2 separate regions of the Pan troglodytes genome follow, and region 2 is linked to region 1. The links are chromatin contacts, called in public HiChIP or PLAC-seq maps. All regions are on one chromosome and are shown on one strand. The core of a region is the stretch at or near the end of the contact, and the rest is flanking DNA. Distances in the headings are between cores, read along the strand shown. Region 1 holds the start of BAK1 (BCL2 antagonist/killer 1). Region 2 holds the start of GRM4 (glutamate metabotropic receptor 4).

The links. HiChIP or PLAC-seq counts read pairs in DNA pulled down with a chosen protein or histone mark.
Region 2: a contact with region 1 is called in an H3K4me3 HiChIP or PLAC-seq map of stem cell-derived excitatory neurons, with 4 times the contacts expected there. The contact joins the promoter of GRM4 here to the promoter of BAK1 in region 1.

Annotation. Positions count from the first base shown.
Region 1 is chr5:39,458,440-39,464,821 of NHGRI_mPanTro3-v2.0_pri, forward strand. It overlaps BAK1 (BCL2 antagonist/killer 1), which reads right to left and starts at 3,638. Exons shown (of 6, transcript XM_518407.8): 1 at 3,204-3,638; 2 at 707-807. The coding sequence starts at 776.
Region 2 is chr5:40,019,879-40,026,259 of NHGRI_mPanTro3-v2.0_pri, forward strand. GRM4 (glutamate metabotropic receptor 4) reads right to left here and starts at 2,502. Exons shown (of 11, transcript XM_063812902.1): 1 at 2,421-2,502.

The DNA of each region.
Region 1 (6,382 bases), core at 2,388-4,887:
GTGTCTGAGTAACGTGTGCAAGGTCATACAGCCAGAACAAGCCGGGGAACCGGGACAGTCCCGGGCATTTGGGGTCCTGAGTCTACGTTAGTACATCTCAGCTCCGCAGCCCTTTGCGTGCAGGGAAATGTGGGAAACAAAATCTGAAATTGTAGCTGCGGCCCAGAAAAGTCACACAGGGAGATAGTGACAGACCTGGGACCTGATTCCCAAGTCCAGGGAACAGCCCGCCGTGAGGTGTGAGCTGGGGCTTCCCTGGCTATCCCCTGGGAAGAGGGAAGGAGGGCAGCCATCTTACTTCCTCCCCAAGTCACAATAATTGCGTTCCCTGTTGAGCAGACCTGACTGGGTGATTGGCCAGCTTACTTCCTTATTTCTCCCGCTGGAGGGATACAGCAGCCAGGCCCCACTCTACTTCCTGCCTCCCTCGCCCGTGACCCCGCCCTCTGCCCCGGTGGCACTGTGCCCACCTTACACTCACTTCCTGGCCTCTCCCAACCTCCAGGCCCTCCCCAGTCCAGACTCCTCCCCCTCCCAGGCTTAACCTTGACAGCAGCTCCAGCCTCTGAGCCCGTGGGTGGGGAAGAGTATTCCCCACCCACAGTGGGTGAACCGAGGCGAAGGAGCCTGCCTGAGTCCTGCTCCTTCCATCCTCACGACAGCACTCATGGTTATGGGATGGGTGAGGGGGCAGGAAGACCCTTACCAGAAGCAGAGGGCAGGGCAGGCTCTCCGCACTCCTGCCTGGGAGGACCTGGGCCTTGCCCCGAAGCCATTTTTCAGGTCTCAGTGGAGGACGGGATCAGCCTGCGGGGAAGGGCGAGAAAAAGCAGAGATGGGGGTGAGCACAGACCTGTGACTGGGGACCCCATACAGGTTGCCATGTCCACATAGGAGAGAGGATCCCCCATTCCCAGAAAGGCCCTTAGTCCTCTGGGACTTGGGCCAGGCCGGTCTCAAACTCCTGACCTCGTGAGTCTGCCTCGGCCATCCACAGTGCTGGGATTACAGGTGTGAGCCACCGTGCCTGGCCTCCTCTGGGACTTTTTATTCTTACTCCAGCATGGGTCCCAGTGAAGTCTGCTGGGAGGAAACAACTTACTGAACACTCCCTCTTCGAGGGAGACAGGGTAAGAAGGTGAGGCAGCCAAGGGCAGACTGAGGTATCTGCACCATCGAGGAGGGTGTGGCTGCAGCAGTGCCCGCTGGCTCTCAAGTTCATGCCACTCCTGGGGCAAGAGCCTGGGGGGTTTTTAGCTTTTAGCTGTTCCTGGGGCCTCCTGCAGCCCACCCAGCACATGCTTATTGCAAGCGAGCCACTGCCCAGCCAATGGCCCATGAAGGCTGCCCTCAGAGGCCCTACTTCCCTCTGGCTGGCCAGAACACACCTGTTTTTTAACTCTGGGCTGTTAGCCGCAAACATTTCCTGAGAGCCTAAGATATACTCTCCCACTTAGGAGCACTCTGTGGGTGGTGAACACTGGAAACTCACATGAACCCAGCAGGGTGAGCGCCATCATACCCACTTTACAGGCAGGAAAAGTGAGGCACAAAGAGTTGAGTGCCCGAGGTCACATCGTTAGTCACGGAAAGTCAGGTTGTTTGTCTGAATCTCTGTGAGTCCATGTACTCAACACGCATGCAAGATTTCTTTTCCAGTTTGTGGACCTCAGAGTGTGTTCTTTCTCAGGACAACTTTCCCTATTTACCTCCTGTCTGTGCCTTCCCCACTCCTGCCTTGCAGTGACTGGAGGGAGCCCTCAGGATCAGGGCCTTCTTTGAAGCCCCATAACCTGCCTCATACTCCCACCACACACCTGGTCTTCTGTCCCCAGCCCCAATTTTCCTCTTTGCCTGGGCCTGACCGCAGCCCCAACCTGCTGTGACCCCTCATCAGGGCGAGTGTTTCCTGGATGTCAGCTGTTTCACTTTCAGTTTGCACCCCTCCCAGAGCCCCATTTCCCCAGGCAGCCTCCAGCCCTCAGAAGGAGAGCGCCCTCCTCTTATCCCAGAGGGAGGGGGTGTGCAGCCCCACCCTGGGCCAAGCACACAGCCCCACCCCCACTGCCCAGGGCCTGGGGACCTTCGCCCACCCTCCTTCCGCTAGGCCTGGGAGTGTTTTCGAAAGTGCCCCAAGAGCTCTCAAGAAGGGGTGGAGGAGGGCTGGACCACCTGTGCCCTCACCCAGCTCCCCACTCCTCCTCGCTCTGCCGGACAGGGACACGGCGAAGGCAGACCCTCCTCTCCTCCACCTCTAGGGGCAAGGCCTTGTTAAAACAGAACTTTGCAGCCGGACATAGTGGCCCACGAGGTCAGGAGTTCAAGACCAGCCTGGCCAACATAATGAAACCCCATCTCTACTAAAACTACAAAAATTAGCTGGGCATGGTGGCATGCGCCTGTAGTCCCAGCTACTTGGGAGGCTGAGGCAGGAGAATCGCTTGAACCTTGGAGGCGGAGGTTGCGGTCAGCCGAGATCGCGCCACTGCACTCCAGCCTGGGCAACAGAGCGAGACTCCATTTCAAAAAACAAAAAAAAAGAGCTTTGCTTGCCTCCCACCCCCCGTAGCTCCTTAAATAAGATGGCCTTCCTTCTTCCCCAGTCTCCAGGACCCGGCACCCCCAGGACAGTAGGGCTGGAGGATGCTGACTGCACCTCCATCTCCCTCTACCAACACCCCAGGCTTCCGAGGGGAGCAGGTAGAGCCTCAGAACACCCCCCAAGGCCAGCAACCTATGCTGACTCAGGCCTAGCTCTGCCTCCCCCATCCAAGTGGCCTAAATTCCCGGTGAGGGGAGCCACCCCCAACTTCCTGGGCTTGCTGGGCCCCGATGAATGTTCCCCAAGGATACATGCCTGGCCAGGCCCTGGACCCAGTCTAGGGATGTTGGGCAGCAGCAAGCGCTGAGAAAGTTCTCTCTCTGCCCTTGACCTTGGCTCTGACCTCCACTCCCATCTCCCAGACTGTTAAAGGACCCAGTTCTTACAGTTCTCCGACATCCAGGGCTGGGCCAAGAGGGGAAGCTGTGAGGGGCAGCCAGAGGCAGGCATGGCAGGATCAGGTCCCCAGCCGGGGCGGCAGACCTGCCCAGGGAAGCCTTGAGCTTCCCCTTCCCCACCCGGCTCCCGGCAGGCTCCCTGCCCCACCCTGGGGCTGGGGCTGCTGAGATCTGGGAGGATGGACAGGACCCTTCCAGCTTACCTGCCGGGATCCTGGCCCAACCCAGGTGGCTCAGCAGGGTGGAGATGGAGGTCCCGAGGGGCTGGCGGCTGCTGCTCCCAGGGGCTGAGTGGGAGCCCAGTTTCCAGGAATGGGCGTCAGTGCATTCCCGGCATCTGGATGTAGCCTTTACTTGTCCCTGTGCAGCCCGAGGGACCCGCGAGACTCCAGTGATCATAGAGGTGCCAGCGGCACCCGGCTCCAATCAGCTCCCTCTAGAGGAAGTTGCTCTGTGGCCACCGGATGCAGACGCACAGGCCGACAGCCTGTAGGGGTGATCTGGGTGGGCCAGGCCCAGGAGCATGTCCCGCCCACTTTCCCCACCCCACCTCCCAGGCAGGCAGAGCGGCTGTCAGTGGCCCACTGCTTTTCCCATCCCTGATTCTCAATCCTTGTCTTTGATCTTCTCCCCCACCTCTACATCAATCAATACCAATAAAAAACCCAGGGTGAGAAGTTTCTTAAGCACTGCTGCATGCCTGGCACTTTAGCAACTATTTGTCTCATTGGATCTTCTCAACAACTCTTGTAAGTGAGTGCTGTTGACAATACCCATTCAGATGAACAGAGGCTCAGCTGGGTTAATCATCAGTTCTGGGCCAGGCGCGGTGGCTCACGCCTATAATCCCAGCACCTTGGGAGGCTGAGGCGGGCAGATCATGAGGTCAAGAGATCAAGACCATTCTGGCTAACATGGTGAAACCCCGTCTTTACTAAAAATACAAAAAATTAGCTGGGTGTGGTGGCGGGCGCCTGTAATCCCAGCTAGCTGGAAGGCTGAGGCAGGAGAATCCCTTAAACCTGGGAGGTGGAGGTTGCAGTAAGCCAGGATTGTGCCATTGCACTCCAGCCCGGGTGACAATGCAAGACTCCATCTCAAAAAAAATAAATAGTAATAATCAGTTCTGTAGTCGCATTGGGGAATACTAATACTAAATTGAGATTCAACCTGCAATTCAGACCTGTGCACCATGCACCTTGGTGGTCTCTAGATGTTTGAAATCCTGAAGGTGATAGTCAAGTAAACGGAGATTAAAACTCAATAGAGGCTGGGCCCAGTGGCTCACGCCTGTAATCCCAACACTTTGGAAGGCTGAGGTGGGAGGATTGCTTGAGCCCAGGAGTTCAAGACCAGCCTGGGCAACAAAGTGAGACCATGTCTCTACAAAAAAAAATTAGAAATTAGCTGGGTATGGTAGTGCACACCTGTGCATTTGGTGGTCCCAGCTACCTAGGAGGCTGAGGCAGGAGGATCACCTGAGCACAGGAAGTCGAGGCCGCAGTGAGCCATGTTTGCACCACTGCATTCCACCCTGGGCAACAGAGCAAGACCTTGTCTCAACAACAACAAAAAAGGCAGCCAGCTGCAGTGTGTCACGCCTAGAATCCCATCCCAGCCATTTGGGAGGCCAAGGCAAGAGGATAGCTTGAGGCCAGGTGCAGGAGTTCCAGGCCAGCCTGGGCAACAGCAATACCCTGCTTATACGAAAAAAAAAAAAAAAAAAAAAATTAGCAAGGCATGGTGTTGTATGCCTGTGGTCTTAGCTACTGGGGAGGCTGAGGTGGGAGGATTGCTTGAGCCCAGGAGGTCGAGGCTGCAGTAAGCTATGATTGCACCAGGGCAACAGAGGGAGAGTCTGTCTCTAAAAAAAAAAAGGCCGGGCACGGTGGCTCACGCCTGTAATCCCATCCCAGCACTTTGGGAGCCTGAGGCAGGCAGATCACCTGAGGTCAGGAGTTCAAGACCAGCTTGCCTAAGATGGCAAAACCCCGTCTCTTTTAAAAATACAAAAAAGGGAGGCCGAGGCAGGTGGATCACCTGAGGTCAGGAGATTGAGACCATCCTGGCTAACATGGTGAAACCCCGTCTCTACTAAAAATACAAAAAAATTAGCCGGGCATCGTGGCGGGCGCCTGTAGTCCCAGCTACATGGGAGGCTGAGGCAGGAGAATGGCATGAACTCAGGAGGTGGAGCTTGCAGTGAGCTGAGATCACGCCACTGCACTCCAGCCTGGGTGACAGAATGAGACTCCGTCTCAAAAAAAAAAAAAATTGGTCGGGCACGGTGGCTCATGCCTGTAATCCCAGCACTTTGGGAGGCCGAGACTGGCTGATCACCTGAGGTTGGAAGTTCGAGACCAGCCTGACCAACGTGGAGAAACTCCACCCCTATTAAAAATACAAAATTAGCCAGGCGTGGTGGCGCATGCCTGTAATCCCAGCTACTCTGGAGGCTGAGGCAGGAGAATCGCTTGAACCCGGAAGGCGAAGTTGTGGTAAGCTGCGATTGCGCCATTGCACTCCAGCCTGGTCAACAAGAGCGAAACTCCATCTCAAAAACTAATAATAATAATAATAAATAAATAAAATAAAGCCGGTTGTGGTGGCGTGCGCCTATAATCCCAGCTACTCGGGAGGTTGAGGCAGGAGAATTGCTTGAACCCGGGAGGCGGAGGTTGCAGTGAGCTGAGATTGTACCACTGCACTCCAGCCTGGGTGACAAGAGTGAAACCCCATCTCAAAAAAATAAAATAAAAATAGGGCCGGGCGCAGTGGCTCATGCCTGTAATCCCAGCACTTTGGGAAGCCAAGGTAGGTGGATCACAAGGTCAAGAAGTCGAGACCATCCTGGCCAACATGGTGAAACCCTGTCTCTACTAAAAATACAAAAATTAGCCAGGCATGGTGGCGGGTACCCGTAGTCCCAGCTACTCAGGAGGCTGAGGCAGGAGAATCGCTTGAAGCCGGGAGGCGGAGGTTGCAGTGAGCCGAGATTGTGCCACTGCACTCCTGCCTGGCGACAGAGCTAGACTCCGTCTCAAGAAATTAAAAATAAAAATAAAAACAAGGCCAGGCCCGGTGGCTCTCGCCTGTAATCCCAGCACTTTGGGAGGCCGAGGCGGGTGGATCACGAGGTCAGGAGATCGAGACCATCCTGGCTAACACGGTGAAACCCCGTCTCTACTAAAAACACAAAAAATTAGCTGGGCGCCGTGGCAAGCGCCTATAGTCCCAGCTGCTTGGGAGGCTGAGGCAGGAGAATGGCGTGAACCCAGGAGGCAGAACTTGCAGTGAGCCGAGATAGCCCACTGCACTCCAGCCTGGGCGACAGAGTGAGACTCCGTCTCAAAAAAATAAATAAATAAAAATAAAAACAAAT
Region 2 (6,381 bases), core at 1,252-3,751, 560 kb after region 1:
ACCAGGGGGCAGTGGGGAGAGGGTTGATGCGATGAAGTCAGAGAGGGCCTGGAACACAAGATCAACAGGACCTTATCGACCACAGTGTGGACAGGGAAATGAGGGGCCACAGAAGGCTTTGAGCACAGCACAGGCAGGGACTCATCACCAGAGAAACCTGAGACTTAGAAGGACAGCCACGTGCAAAGGCCACAGCAGCTCACAGCAGCAAGTCCCATCGACAAGGCAAGCACATCTCATCAGCCCTTGGGCCTCCCTGCTCAGCCTAGAAAATACCCTTACCTTCCTCCTCTCCCAGAGCCAGGGGACCGGCCACCAGGCTCATGCTTGCCTGGATCTCCTCCATCCAGCAGGCCCCAACCATGCAGACCCCCAGGCCTCTCCTCCCCATCCCTACATGCCGCCATCTCTAGTTTTCCAGCACAAGACCCAAGTGGGCAAGTGTCTTTGTTTGCAGCTGTTACTATTTTGGCCTTCGCCACTAATACCGCTTCTTCCTCTCTCCTCCCTCTTCCTGTCCCCTCAACAACCCAGCACTGCCCTGGAAAGCAGGGGCCACTGGCTTAGCCCAATCAACATCCAAACTGCACCGCATGAATATAACTGTGGTTGGTGGGGAGACTTCCATCCCTCGGCTGTACCGAGGTCAGGCACTGAAAAGAGGCAGTGAGTGATACCTGAGAAGCAATCACCCTCCACAAGCTTAGGAATCAGGTTGAGTCTCCAATCTTTATTTCTATATTTAAACCTAAAAATAACCCTGTAGCAATGACAGAGTTTTTACTAGAAGTCATGCCCCTAACCAGGAAATAGATCCAGGGGCTAGCTTGTGTCACCCTAAGGAACAGAGGGGTGGCTGGGAGAGCCAAGTGTGAAGGACTGGGTGGAACCCAGACCTCCTGGTTCCCATGCTGGTGGCCCAGCCCAGGGAGGGCAGCTGCCCAGGCTCTCCTGGGACTCACCATCATCACCACCAATGGGCGACCAGTGCCTTCTCGGGAGAACTGAGAGCCTTAGCTAGACACCAAGGCCTGCCTGTCAGCATGGCTCGGCCCCAAATGGCATGGGCTGGCATTATGGGCTGGCATTTCCCAATTACCACAGATAATAACTACCTTAATTGAATGGGGTCCAGATAATGTCATTATGCACTGCGTTCCCCAATTTATTTAATATACGTGTGTACACATATATTGATGCCTCACTGCTGCCACGAGATTGCTAAATGGTGAGGTTAATAATAAAACATTTCGACAGGAGTCATCAGCTTTAATTTAAGGGGTGATTTTTACTATCCTTGTGGTGCTCGTTTTTCCAAGGAGCCAAGAGAAACATGGACAGACTGGAACAGTCTCTCGGGCCTGCAGTCGAGGGGCGGGGGTGGGCAGGGCCGCGGGGTGGGCTGGCTGCTAGCTAGCAGGCTTCATCTCTTCTAAGCAAGTTCCATTGACATGCCTCCCTTCCAGGAGCAGGCTCAGGCAAGGCAAGCCAGGTGGAGGGGAGAAGTGGGAAACCAAGGCGGAAGCCCCCAGGGCAGGCAGGGAGAAGGAATTAGTTGTGAAGGAGGAACTACCAGCCTCAGGTTCATCTGGGAGGCAGCAGGGAGAGGGAGGCCAGAGACAGTACACAGAGAGAGGAGAGACATAGACAGCTCGCAGGACCAAGAAAAAGCAGCCTGCACTCTACAGGGACCAAAGGCAGCAAAACCCTCTAACTTAATTTTTTATAGTCCCCTGCTAACTACAGCAGAGGTGACACTTAAGAAAATGAGCCCTCTCCGTTCTTTCCAGGAGCCATCAGTCTGAGTGGGAGTGACAGAGAGCTGGTGTCCACTGCTCCAGGCCCATGCCCACCAGTGCAAGCCCCTTAGGCCCGCCAAGACAGCCAGCAGCTCTTCTGCAGCCCCAGTGAGTGGGGCCAGAGCTCCAATGCCAGCTCCCCACATGCCTTCTTCAGGAGGCAAAGGCGGCCGCCACTCTGCAGAAATGAGATAACCTGCCAGCCAACAGCCGGCAGGCCCAGCTGTCCAGGCTGCCAGTGCGGCCTGCCCACTGAAAAGTTGGGTTCTAGACCGAGCAGAGGAGGACAGTGGGGTGGGCAGATATCTTGGGGTGGGTGGTAATTAGAGGCTGCCGGCTCCACACTTGTCTAGGAGAGAGGACACGTCTATCGGCTGTAATTATTCAGCTCAGGAGCCTGTGGGTTCTGCTCCCATCTTTTGCTGCCAGCTGTCCCCCGCAGCAGGGCGGGGATGGGTGTGGCCACACATCCTGGCGCTGGACTGTGGACCCCTCAGGAAGTGAGTGGGAGCTGCAGAGCCCTTCTAGGCCTGAACCCGGCCCCCTGACCCTTCTGGCTAGCACACTGCTCAGTTCCAGTTTCACTCACTCGATCGCTCGCTTGCTCGCTCTCTCACCTACCTCGGGCTGCCTGCCTGCCGCTGTGCAAGGCGCTCCCTCTCAGAGACGTCACGCCTCCAACGGAATGAAGCCGCCCAGACGCAGGTTGGGGGAGGAGGGAGGGGGGGGGAGGAGGAGCGGCCTACGCAAGGCCACTGAGGCCCAGAAAGCAGCTCAACTCCTGACATGCTCCCGCCTCCCCTCCGCCTGCTCAGGACCTGTGCTTGGTGACGAGCTACATGCTGCCCCCCCAACCAATATATCTCGCTCCTGAAAATGCCTGAGAATGCTTGAGTAGGGTAGAGCACTCCTTTGGGTTAAGCCTTGCCATCTTCCTCTCCCGTCTCTCTTAAATGCAGATGCCCCTGGAAAGGGTAGTCCCTGAAGTGGCTAAGGTGCGGGGTGCGGGGGGGATAACTTTTGAGGTATTTTTGTCCCTGACAGGTGTGAAGGTATTGGCAGGTAGGCAAAAGCTTATGTGTAAAAGGACAGAAGTTGGAGGAACATAAAGACAGTGGCCACCCAATTCACAAGCGGACATCACGCCCAGCCCAGTGCTGAGCAGAGGCTTGGAGGCACCATCCTCAAAGCCCCCCGCCCACCCCACCCCAAGGACAGGATCTGACTAAGGGCTGGTGAAGCCCTCCAGGAAGTGAGAGAGGGGACAAGGCTCCAACCTCCACGCTCCACCGCAGCCAGGCCCATTTCGAGAGCCGGTTCACCAGTCCCCAGGGCCTGCCAAGAAGAGGTGATGAGGCCCCTGCGCTATGGGTGATCACACCCCAGAGTACCCAGAGGCCTCTGCGGAAGTTCTGCCACCTCCGAAAAGGCTCCTGCTAGTCCTCCCTTCTTCATGAAAGCTTCCCCCTACCTTAGGCCGGAAGGCCCTGAGGCCCTTCTGGGCTCTGAGTTGCTGAGCATGCAGAACCAGAGCCTGAGGCTCAGCATCCCATTGGGATCCGGGGGAAAGTGGGGCTAGCCCAGGACGCATCCCGGGAGTGTGGGAAGATGGGTATGAGAGCATTCTTCACGTCCACCATTGGCTGGCCCGGGGGCGGGAGGCTGAGCGCTGCAGAATGGCAGGGTGTGGGATGGGGTGCTCCGTATGGAGACCCTGGGAGCACTGGTCTCCCCGCCTGCCCTAGGCCCCCACTCACCCCAGAACGGACAAGGCGAGGGACTATGATGGGAACATACATGCCGCTCCCTCCCTGTCACTTCGGGCTTTCTGCCAGATTGACACAGGGGCAGCCACCGCTCTGAGAGACACGTGGCTTCGGGCACCCAGCTAGGCAAGCCCAGCTCAGTCGGTGTCCGGAAAGGCCGCGTTCTCCCGCGCCAGGGGCCGGCAATGGTGCGGAGAGGAGAGAAAGAAGCAAGGCGCCTCCTCCGACAGGGACTGAAAGTCTGAGGGCGGGATGTCACTCAGGGCCTAGGGGCAGGGGGCGCTCGTACGTTCGGGCCTCAGGACTCCCTGCCGCCGCCGATGCTGCTGCCCCATCTCAGCACAAACAGCCTCAGACCGCCCTGGTGCGGGGGCGCCTCTCGCAGTCGAGGCCTCCACCTCTCGGCCCCGCCCCCGCGCGGGGAGGAGACGCCTCCCACCTGCGAGCGCCGGGGAAGACCGACCCCGGAGCGGGGACCCCCCAGCACACATGCGCGTACACACATGCACACACAGAGACCACTGCCGGTCCGCTCGCCCGGCGGCCGCGTAGACGCGCAGGTTCATCACGGTCCCAGGGAGGGACGGTCCCGAGTGTCCGGAGAGAGCCTGACCCTGAAGTCCTGGGGCTGCAGGGAGACCCCAGACCCTAGAGACCCCCACAACCTGCCGAGGCCACGGGCAAGCGGTTGCCGGGCTCCGGCCGGTGGCGAAGGCGGCGCTGGGGCGGGCACGGGAGCTGGACGCGGTGCCTGGGAAAGGAGCCGAGGCGCGCGAGGCTGGGTGCCCTCCCGCCGGGAGACTGCCGGGAAGAGGTGCAAATAATGCCCCGCGCACCCGCCTGTCCCGCCTCTCCGCAGACGGGGATGCGCTAATGCCGCCGCCCCCACCTGAAAGCTGGCACGACCCTCCATCCGGTGGAAGCCCCTGTATACAGAGACAGTACTTTCCACCGGGCCCGCAAAAAAGCCTCTGCCCCATTGCCTCCCTCAGGGGCACCCGGAAAGCCTGCCTTAGCCCCGAGGGGAGACCCTCTAGTTCAGGTCCCGCGCCCTCCGGCCCCTAGGGCTCCGGGGGCGCCGGCTCTCCTCGGAGCACTCCAAGCGCGGGAGCTCGCCGGAGGCCACCTCCCCGAGCCCCGATGTCCCCGCCGCAGCCCTCGCCCCAGGAGGCCGGAGGGCACGGTCCCCTCTGTCCGTCCCCCTCGGGCCACAACTCACCGCGCGCCAGCAAGGTTTAAGCCGCGGCGAGGGGTCGGCTGCGTGCCCGCCTGCCCCGGGGGCGCAGGCCGGCGACGGCCGGAGGCACGGTTCTCGCGGTGCCCGGAGCCCGGGCCGCGGCGGGCGGCGCTGACGCTGCGGACCCAGCGCGCCGCGGAGCCGCCCGGAGTCCGGGACGCAGCAAGGATGAGCTGGCGGCCGCCCGGCCGGAGCCGCCGCCAAGCGCGCGGCGTTCGGCTGCTGCTCCGGCAAGCGAGCAAGCGAGAGGGAGATCGGCGGCAACCCCTGCTCCTGCTGCGGCGGAGCCCGGCGTCCGAGCCGGAAGGAGCGGGAGAGGCGGCAAGGGGAGCTGGGTCTGGCCGAGAGCTCCGGGCTGGGAAGGGAGCGGAGCGGGAGCGACCAGCGAGCGCAGCCGGCCGAGGTACGGGCGCCTGGCGGCGCCGCAACAGCGGCAACAGCAGCAGGAAAAAAAATGAGAGCGAGCTAGAGAGCGCGCTGGAGAGCGAGCGAGAGAGGGAGCGAGAGACGAGAGAGCGAGGAAGGCGCTGAGAGGGGAGGCTGCGGGAGAGGGCGGGAGCGCCGGGAAGCGCAAGGGGGCGAGGGGGCCGCAGCCGCTTGCCCCGGCGCCCACAACCGCTGCTGCACCCGAGGAGGCACGAGACCAATCCGGCAAGTTTGCGCTGAAAGTGCGGGCCAAGCTCACGGCGCTTCTGCCGGCCTTTTAAAGAGAGAACACCTGGAGCCCACCCCCTACCCCACACCTCCACCTCCGGAAGGCCAGGGCTCTCGCGGCGCTCCGCCACCCCTCCACACCCGCCCTGCTGGCAGCTCCCCCTTCCACCACACCCCACCGGCGCCCTCTTCCGGAAGCCCCCCCCTTCCTCCTCCCCGTGCGCGTGCCAGCTCACCTACCCCGAGGACATGGCGGGGACCCCTTCTCACCCCAGAGGGGGAGGGTCAGGAACATAGCCTCCCTAACACACACCCAGAAAAGTACAGCAAAGCACAGGGACGCAGAGGGGCGCGCTACTCCCACCCTGGTGCGCCACTGGAACCTCACACATCCGCGCACACGTGGCGTATGCCCCCATGTGGCATGTTCATTTGCACACCCCACTGCTCCTGGTTCAAGTATATAACAAGGGGAGAAACTGAGGCCCAGTGAGGTGACTCCACTTGCCCCAGATCTCACAGCCTGTCCAGGGGACACTTTCCACAGAGCCCCCTTACCACCTCAAAACCCCACCAGGCTAGGGAAACACCCCACCCGCTGGTCTCCCTCCAGCACTGGATGGCAAAAGTGTAACAGGTGGCCTCCTGGTCGGCAGGCTGCAGTGAGACTCGGGAAGAATCCCTTAGCCAACCATAAAGCCAGCTCGCCCCCTTCCCAGAGGGGGCTTGAAAACTCTCAGGAGAGTGTTGTTAGAGGCAGGCAGCGCGGAAGTGAGGGAGCCACACAGCCCTCTTAGGATTGCAAGAGCATCTCACCCCAGACTGCAGAAGCGGCTTCAATTAGAGCCGTGATGTGTGACTGTCCTTGTCCTGGGGAGGGAGCACAACACTGTGCCAGAGAGCTGGGGGAAGAAGGTGGCAGGCG